2 separate regions of the Mus musculus genome follow, and region 2 is linked to region 1. The links are chromatin contacts, called in public HiCAR-type maps. All regions are on one chromosome and are shown on one strand. The core of a region is the stretch at or near the end of the contact, and the rest is flanking DNA. Distances in the headings are between cores, read along the strand shown.

The links. HiCAR-type assays count read pairs that join an accessible place to other places.
Region 2: a contact with region 1 is called in a HiCAR-type map of astrocytes, with 2.7 times the contacts expected there. The contact joins two enhancer-like sites. A contact is called at or near these places in 3 of 484 Hi-C or Micro-C datasets (cortical neurons and embryonic stem cells) and 2 of 115 datasets of contacts at active chromatin or transcription factors (astrocytes and embryonic stem cells).

The regions. Positions count from the first base shown.
Region 1 is chr9:113,979,177-113,984,029 of GRCm38.p6, forward strand. Fbxl2 (F-box and leucine-rich repeat protein 2) reads right to left here. Exons shown (of 15, transcript NM_178624.6): 13 at 4,809-4,853; 14 at 282-494. Among named protein-coding and RNA genes, the nearest start is that of Fbxl2, 45 kb to the right of the region's middle. Within about 2 kb of position 2,020, at least 84 of the 459 cell types and tissues checked have an H3K27ac peak or open chromatin away from gene starts, as enhancers often do. A contact at or near this core is called in astrocytes, where this site is marked.
Region 2 is chr9:114,582,555-114,587,336 of GRCm38.p6, forward strand. It overlaps Cnot10 (CCR4-NOT transcription complex, subunit 10), which reads right to left. Exons shown (of 20, transcript NM_153585.5): 20 at 3,320-3,785. Among named protein-coding and RNA genes, the nearest start is that of Trim71, 21 kb to the left of the region's middle. Within about 2 kb of position 1,712, at least 138 of the 459 cell types and tissues checked have an H3K27ac peak or open chromatin away from gene starts, as enhancers often do. A contact at or near this core is called in astrocytes, where this site is marked.

The sequences.
Region 1 (4,853 bases), core at 770-3,269:
TGGTGGCACTTCTGTAATCACAGTTTGTATAAATACACCAGACTGGAGAACTGGGTATTGGGTTTAGTATACTGTGTATGCCACAGCATGTATGTGGAGGTCAGAAAACAACACTGAGTTGGTTCTGTTACTTTGTACCATGTTCTTGGCCATGAAATCAGGAAGACAGGCTTGGTATCAAGCACCATTAACCTGCTGAGCCCACTCACAAGCCTGGATGTGGATTTCTGGGTCTCCATCTCCCAGCTGCCAAGGAGAGCCTAGGAGGGACTAACACCTACCCGCATGCGCTTGATGCCTGCACGGGTGACCTGCTGGCAGTCGTAAAGCTCCAGTCGCTCCAGGCCTCGGCAGTTCTCCAGGTGCTCCAGCGAGGCGTCCGTGACAAGAAGGCAGTTGTCCAGCTCCAGCACCCGGAGTCTCTCGTGCCCACAGGTGCTGCTGCTCAGGTGCAGGATCCCCTCATCTGTGATGAGCTCACAGTGGGACAAGCTCTGGGGAGGAGAGGCACGCTAAGCTCCAGCTAGGAAAAGTGTCCAGAGTAACTGCTTGCTGTACTGCGGTGTGGCAGTGTCCTCTGCAAAGCACGCGCTGAAGACTCAGTGCCATGTGTGGGAAGGGTCACCATGAATAAACGGAGGGCTGGAAGAGCCGGAGACTACCAACACCTCATCCGACTTAACAGCCTGCCGGGCTTCATTCTCCCCTGTCTAGTGCATAGGAAGTAATCTGCGGTTTTCTCTAAGAGCTACCCCCGACCACGGCTTTCCAACCAGAAACAAGGAAAGATGCTTCAGGGGACAGTTCCGAGTTTACTCCCTTGACCAGTTTTATGGCCCAGTTTGAGTAAAGGTGCCAATAGTAAAGCCAGTAGATTTACTGTCCTTGTCTAAAATGCACAGGGTTGGAAGTGTAAATTAAAAGCACATACTGCTCACAACTGGTAACTCCAGCTACAGGAGCATCCACAGTCCCATGCATGGACCCTAGCACAGACACGTACACACATTAAAAGTACACACATCCATGATTCAGTTGTGGCTATGCAATGAGATCCTGACCTTGGTCATATATCACCAGCCTCTTAGAAGTGGTAATTAAGGTTGCAGAAGTACTAGGGTGAGTTTACATGGCCAAGTTTACTTAATAACTTCAGACTGGACAGTTGCCCCCCACCCATGAAAATAGAAAATGCATATGAGCATAAATGCTGTAAAGAGAAAAGATCCAGTGTCTGAGAGCGACCGACAGGCTGAGCTTGACAGTCCGTGAGCTAATAATGTCAGGTGCTGGGGTTCAGGTAGGAAAGGACAGAATGTGCTTGGAGGCCCAGGCTGGGGGACAAGAATGTCAGGCTCAGAGTGTGGCAGGAGACAGGCCACCATTGGGGTCACAGGAATCAAATGAAGATCACCAAACTTGGCAGCAAACATCCTTCCCATCGAGCCTGCTCATGGGGTTCCCCTTGCAGCCCAGGATCCCTGGGTGATGTTACACTTCCCAGAAAGGCCAGCAGTATAGAACCCTGTTAATTCTTTAAGTGTTAGCAAAAGTTCTATAGCATTTCTACATGTTCCTACATGTACATTTGGGGTAATTTAGGAACTTCCTTAAGGGTTATTTGGGTTATTTTATATCAAGTGAGTTAGACGTTCATTTCGCTCATGTTGTCAGATTTATGTAGTTGTGCCTCCTACAAGTTTAGCATCCATAATGTGAAAATTTGAAATTCTCCAAATCTAAACAATTTTGATTATCACTACAAATAGAACAGGTCACAGTCAGAACACGGTGCAGTAGCAATTGTGAAAGGTGCACGTTAGGCATAAGATTAATTTGTTTCTAGATTTTGGACCTAGCCTCAAGTACTTCATTATCTAAGTGTATATAATGAGACAATCTGGAAGGCCAACACCTTGGCCCCATTTTAGATACAGGACGCTCAGCCTGTATAGACCTGGTGGCAGCTGATTGCTGCTGATACTAGCAGCCTGGCCTGGGGCCTGTTTCCAAAGCAGCAGCCAGTGTTGCTAGGATACTGCTCTGGTGTTTGTGTTTTCCACTCACTGTGCTCTACCGTGTTATGGCCTTTTAATTTGGGCTTTATTTTGCTTTCTTCTGACGACACTGTCCTACTTCACTTGGTATCCTGTCCTCCTGCTCAGCCGGGTGAAGCTTGTGCCAGGATCCCCTTCTGTCTCGACAACATCCTCTGCATGAGGAGAGTCTCGAGTTTACCTAGTGACGCTTCAGCTTCTTCCCTTGCCTGCTGTGGGATCACACCGTTAATGTGGATGTGCGCGTCTGTCTCCCAGCCTTGCCGCGTGCCGGTGCTGTGTGTTCTGTTTAACATACTCAGCAGTGGCACTGTAACACTGAGGACCCACTGTCGTGCTTTCTGTGGTAGTAGATTCATTTTAAATTCACCCCAGTGTCCTCCCAGCACTTCCTGGAGATTTCCATCACAGGATTCTGAGGTGAGGATTCTGGGCCTTTGCCAGTGTCTGCCCAAGGATCCTCGTGAGGAAACTGGCTTTGGTGGTTGGAAGATGGCCCATGATGAGCATCTGCCCGAGGTCTGGTCAGCTTCAACCTACAGGAACATGGTACCAGCTTGGGACTTTTTAGCCCTGTTTTGGTTCTAACTGTGATCCTATGACTGTCACATCTTTTGTCCCTGCTCCCAAGTCACCCCCTTTGTTCTCTAAAGGCTGTGCTCACTTGCCAACACTAGACCACTTTGCTTTAAGGCCGTTCACTGGTTTTTGGTTTTAATTTTCGGAACAGTTCTATGTTCTGTATCTACTCATGAGCACTGACTTTGTTGCTTTTATGGTGTCTTCATAATTTCTACCAGGAACATTTTTCTGAAGTCCACTTTAAAATGTCAAATGTCATGTTAATCTGGACTTGTCATCTGCACACTGCCACCAAACATAAGTCCAGACTGTTCTGTTACATCCAGAATGCTCCGACACCTTCATTACATCTCCTTGCACCAGGCCTATAGTACTGCGTTGTGAGGTAAGGCCCCGTAGTCTGCATCCAATGGCCAAGTCCCCATACTGATCGTCCGATGCCTATGGGGCAGTTGCCTCGCCGCCGTGAGACAGGTAGGTGTTCAGACCCCTTCAGACAGCCTGCCTCAGGTCTGCCTTAGGTCTAGGCTCCCTGTGTGCTCTCAGGTGGTCCTGCAGATTGTCACTCCTGGGCAAAGATGAAAGACTGTCCATTCACCCTTTCCTGGCAGGAAGCATAGCTCTGTTTTGAGTTACTGCCAGGAAGGCTTCTTGGTAGACCATCCTCCCCCTGGGTCCTCTGAGCAGAAACAACAGGTTCTTGGGGATTTGTTCCTGTCTCAGAATCCCTTGTTATCAGCTCCTTTAAGCCTATCTTGGGATATATAAAGCAAAAAACACCCAGTGACTCATTCAATCCCATGGCCCTAAGGTCCCTGGCTGGCTGCCCCATCTTCTCTTGGCCTTCTTAATATTTAAGTAGAAGTGTGTGCCTAGGCACTTAGTTGAAAGTCGATGATAAGGTAAGAAAGTATAAGGAAGATTTTTTTTTTTTTTAAAGACAGGGTCTCTATGTAGTTCTGGAACTCTGTATAGACCAGGCTGGCCTCAAACTCCGAGATCTGACTACCACTGCCCCCTGAGTGCTGGGATCAAAGGTGTGTGCCACCTGCTCAGCCAAGGAAGCCGGTTATCTAAGGAAGGCACTTCCAGCATAGAAGAAAGACTTCTTTTTTCCACTCATTCTGCCTTTTATCTGCCCTACTGGGCTGCTGGAGGAGACACTCACTGCCAGTCTGTCAATCACTGAGTTGGCTGTCCTTGTAAACTTGGGACCCACTATACTGCAAACGCACTTCACATGACGCCTGCACCTGGATTGCCCTCGGTGTACTGGGCTGGTGGGGGGGCTAATGGGGTGTCTAGCATGGGGTCAGGGGCCACATGCTGCTCACCCATGCCTTACACAAAGATTCACGTTCCAGAGCCAGGGTGAGATTGCTGATGCCCACAGTCCAGGCCAGGGGAGCCCTCAGGACACTTTGCAGTGAATAGAGTCAGCAGCCTGTGATGTTTCTCTTCTCCTCGGCCCTGAGTTGTAGTCTCACTGCAGGCCTGATGCTCTGTTCATCATCTTTGGTGGGTTTCATTTTAGTTTCTGAAGTAAGCTTTTTTTTTGATCTTGTTCTTTGAAATATGGTCTCGACATGGCAGCCAGGCTGGGCTCACACCTGAACTCTTCGGGTGGCAGCTTCCCAGGAGCTAAGATCACAGCTGTGCACCTCACACCACCTGACTCACTGTGGTGTCAGTTTAGTTTACTCTTATCTCCCATTTCTAAAAGCAGCCTGTGTAAAAAATGGGACCGCACTGAGAGTGGTATCCTGGTGTTCAGAAACCCCAAGAAAGGCTATCCTGACCTTACAGGACCCCTACACCACGCAGAGGGCCAAGCGAACACGAGCAGGCCCATAGGGTGGCCCCAATCTTTGCTCCTAGGTAATGGGATTTTTACATCGAACTTTCATCTCCCTGACAAGGTGAACATGAGGTTATGTGAATCGATGGGGCTGTGAGTTTCTGTCAGCTTCTCTCCCTCTCTACAACAGAAGTCATGTTCAGATGCCCCACAGCCCAGGCTAGCCCAGCAAGGAGGTCTAAGAGCAAGAGTGATAGTGGCTTTACACAAAGTGAACCCCGTGGCATCTGCTGTCTGTGTGTGTGTGTGTGTGTGTGTGTGTCCTCTCATCCCTAAGGCAGCCTGAAGTCTCACCAGTAGCTCGGACTCACCAGGGCTTGCAGCTTGGGACAGTGGATGGAGAGCTGGACGAGGGT
Region 2 (4,782 bases), core at 462-2,961, 600 kb after region 1:
CTCTCTACACTACCCTACCTACCAATCTCATTCTGGGGCTTCCCTTCTAGAACTGGGCGCTGTGTTTTGCCAAGAGCAGGTTCCTAGATGGGCTTTAAAAGGCTGACTGACCTTCAACTGACCAATAATTGACTTTCTATTATCGTCATTATCATTATTATTATTTTTACACTACAGCAACTGGAGAAGTATATGTTATGGTTGTTATTTGATTTTGTTGTTGTTGAAGACAAGGTCTTTCTTTGTAGCCCCGGCTGTTCTGCAACTCACAGAGATCTGTCTGCCTCTGCCTCTTGAGTGCTGGAATTAAAGGTACGGGCAACCAACCACATCTTTCTGGCCTTGTTTGATTTTTATTTTATTTATATTTTGTGTATGGGTGTTTTGCATGCATGTATTCTGTGCACTACTTCCAGTGCCCAGAGGAAGCCAAAAGAGGGCGTTGGATCCCTTGGAACTGGAATTGCAGATGGCTGTGAGTCGATGTGTGGGCACTGAGAATTGAACCCGGTTCTTCTAGAAGAGCAGTCAGCCAGCCAGCCAGTGTTTTTAACTGTAGATTCATCTCTCCAGTCCCTGTCGTTTGATTTTTGAGACAAATTCTCACTCCATTGTTTCATGCAGTCAAGCTTAAACTTCTGAGCAATCTTCTGCCTTAGTCAGGGACTACAGGCAAGACAGTCCTTTGTCACAATGCCAGCTGAAATACTTATCAATGGTATTTATCCAAATAGATGCTTGCCTGGCCCAGCCTCGGCATAAAGCCATAAAATATCATCCTTGTCCAATACTTGGGAGTACTTAGCTAAAGCAGTATTTTTCCTTTCTTTAAAAACTCAGGCCGGGTGGTGGTGGTGCACGCCTTTAATCCCAGCACTTGGGAGGCAGAGGCAGGCGGATTTCTGAGTTTGAGGCCAGCCTGGTCTACAAAGTGAGTTCCAGAACAGCCAGGACTACACAGAGAAACCCTGTCTCAAAAAACAAAAACAAACAAAAAAACAAAACAAAAAAACCCCCAAAAACTCAGGCAGAAAAGAGCCAGAAGAGTACAGAGGATCTTAAACCTTCACCCACAGAGCAAAGATAAGTCAAGGAACCGAAGCAAATGAAATACATTGAGTAATGTTATTATGGTAAAAATTAAAATCTAAACAATGGGGAAAAAAACCAAAAAAAAAAAAAAAAGCCAAAGATAGAAATGGCTTATACATTTACTCAACCACGGAAGTGACAGGAGTAAAATAAAGCTGTATAAAACAAACTAGTCAAATAACTAAAACAAAATCAATAGAATCGAATAAAGTGGAAAGGAACAGATGACGGGAAGAAATCAGTGAAGAAATTTGTTGGGCTGTTCCGCGCTGCCGCTAGGTGGCGCTCGGCGCCCCGGGCTCCACGCGGATTCCCGGTTGCGTCCCGAGACTCTGCCTCTCTGCTGCTTTCCAGAGGGATCCCGCGGGCTGGCCGTACCCCTTCCCGGCTGTCCCCGCTGGGAATAGCTTGGAGGTCGTGTGAAGAGTCACATCGTGGGCAGGATACCCTGGTGATAAGGACACAGATCGCAGCGGGACCACAGCTGTTCCAATGATTTTGATTTCCTTGGTGGGACAGCTACAATAAAGTTTTTTCTCGTATATTAAAGGATCAACGCGTATGGAGTGAAAACTCCCCACCTGCAGGGTTGCCTGTTAGCTTCCTGAGGTCTCAGCGGAGATATGGACTGTGGTAAGACTGTTGGCAGCTGGCCATTGCCCGGGTCCCAGAAGTCCCCAATCAGGGCTGAGCTGGGGGGGGGGGGGTGTGGGTGTGGGTGGGGATAGGGGCTGCTCACATGCTAATGTGGCGGTGACAATCGTGCGGGGGCGCCCCCGCGCCTGGGGGAGCCAAGGCAGAAACAAAGCATTAGCATTTTCCCCTAGAGAAAGGACTGCATTCCTGGGAGGGGAGCGCGGCCCTCCCCATTCACACTGGGGACCACACAGAGTGCCTCTTGCGCCAAAAGCTGGAAGGTTCGTCGGTTTGGCTTTTCTTTTGACCCGGGCGTTGCATACGAAATGTAGATATTTTCCTAAACGCCGGCTTTGACATTTAATGCGTTCCTAAGTAGTCTGAAATGTGGACTGGATTAGGAGGAGGCTAGGGGCCCACCGGGACACTCAGGCAAATCCCCTTAAATCCTCCAAGACAATTGTGTGTCACCACACGGATTCGCTTTGCCCCAAATGAGGAGGCTAATGAACTTCACTGCCTCCTTCCGTGACAGCCCACTCGCACCTGGCCGAGCCTCTGCGCCCGCCTCCCAGCTTTGTGTCAGGGCGTGTTTACTTTGTGTTTACTTTAGGCCAGGCCTGTTGGCTTCTAGGATCCAGTCTGACCATTAACTAAGGCACCTATCCTGGGCCATTGCTCAACCTTTACTCCACAAGGGGTGAGGGACACAAATACTGAGGGCCCTGGGACCTTGGGGCTATTACAGGCCACCCCATTTCAGGCCCCTTGGAACACTGCTAAGCCCAGAAAGAAAAATAGCATGAAACTCTACTTTACATGGGGAGTATTTTACCAGCAGGTTATGCGCCCCCGGAGGCCAGAAGAGGGCATCAGCTCTATTGACCTGGAGCTACCTGGTTTCGAGCCACCGTGTGGATTCTGGGAATCGAGCACCATCCTCTGCATACCTTCAGCTCCTCTCACCCATCTTCATAATTTACTTCTTATTCTCTCCCCTTCCCCTTTGAGACAGGTCTCATTATGAAACCCTGGCTGGCCTGGAATTTGCTATACTGTCCAGAATGGCTTCAATCTCACATATTTCTTTTTTTTTTTTTTCTTTTTTTTCTTTTTTTGGTTTTTCGAGACAGGGTTTCTCTTTATAGCTCTGGCTGTCCTGGAGCTCACTTTGTAGACCGGGCTGGCCTCAGAAATCCGCCTGACTCTGCCTCCCAGTGCTGGGATTAAAGGCGAGCGCCACCACGCCCGGCCAATCTCACATATTTCAATGTCACTCAAATTTTGCAAATTTTTGTTTTTTGTTTGGTTGAGACAGAGTTTCTCTGCTTAGCCCTGGAAGAACTCTGTAGACCAAGCTGGCCTTGAACTCAGAGATCTGTCATTCTCTGCCTTCTGGTGTGCTGAGAGGCAGAGACAGGTGGATTTGTGAGTTTGAGGCTAGTCTGGTCTACATAGCAAGTTCAAGGGCATCAGGAATAGAGACCCTGTTTCAAAAGCAAACACTACTACTGTTAGGATTTATGCCATGGGAGTACCTTGGCAGATTACAGGCAAGGTTTACCGGAAAGATCACACCATGCAACATATCTTCTGCAACAGATTGATTGACGGGGAGGGGGAAAGGCAGTCTTGGAGAGGGGACATGAAAGAGAGACAGAGACACCAAGAGAGAGCTAGAATGATGGCCAAAACCTTTTCAAAGGTCTGGTGATGACACAGCTCAGCCACTGAGTCATTGAGGGTAGGCTTGGGTGCACCTTGTCTCTACCCCACGCCCCCCAGAAAACAAAAACAACACAAACCAACAACAACAAAAACCAAAGCAAAAATTCTTTATAACAGTCTTGAGTGCTGGGTCCAACCTCCATAACTATGGCGACGTGAACAAGAATGGCTCTCATCGACTCATATTTGAATGCTTCATCTTCAGGGAGTGACACTTCAGGGACTGGGAGGCGTGGCCTTGCTGGCAGAAGTGCATCACAGGGACAGGCCCAGTGTTTCTCTCCAGTCTCCTCTCCAGCACTACTTCCGTCTTCCTGCCACAATGTTCCCTGAAATGAAGATAATGAACTGAACCTTAGAAATTGTAAGCCAGCCCCAATTAAATGTTTCCATTTATTTAAGTTGCTGTGGTCATGGTATTTCTTCACAGCAACTGGAACAATGACTAAGACAACTGCCACAAAATAGCTAAATAAATAAAAGTTTGCTAGCCTCAAACTCAAAGATCCACTTGCCTCTCCCTCCTGAGTTCTGGGCTTAAAGGTTTGTGCAACCACTGTCCCACTCCCTTTTTTAATGAAAAAACAACAACAACAACAACTATATATCTATATACCTGTGTGTATAAATAATATAAATATTATATAAATTATAATATAAATAATAAAGTCATATAATAATTTATAAATATAAAATGTATAAATAAAATATCAGGGCAGGAACTCAAGCAGGAGCAGAGGCAGCAACCATGGAGAAACACTGCTTTGGGCTTGCTCCCAGGTTTAATTTGGGATACCATTTTTATACTTGCTCAGAAGTGGCTGAGCCCACATCCATCAACAATCAAAACAATGACCCACAGACTTATCCACAGGTCAGTTTGGGGAAGCCATTTCCTCAAGTCATGCTCCCTCTTCCCAGGTGACTGGTGACTGGTTTGTGTGGCGTCAACCAACACAGGTCCTTTCTTTCCATGGACCATAGCATCCCTGCCACTCAGCAAAGCTCAGGCACAAAGAATCAAGTGCCAGACTGACATGGGATCCATGACATTTTCAGTAGTTTTTCCTGTTGGCTTCCAAGAAGAAGGGTCCAGAGAGACTTGTGCACAGGATGGGGAGCAGTGTGAATTCAAATGTTCAGGGCCCACAGGCAGCAGAAGGCCAATGGATTCATCCAGTCTGTGGGCCAGGCTTCTCCTCTACCATCATCCAACTGTACTAATTATTTTTATTAGTATATTAACTGTATATTAACTTTCTTACTTACTGTGCCACAACACAGGAATGAGGCCATAGAACAGTCTGTAGTACCTGGCTCTCTCCT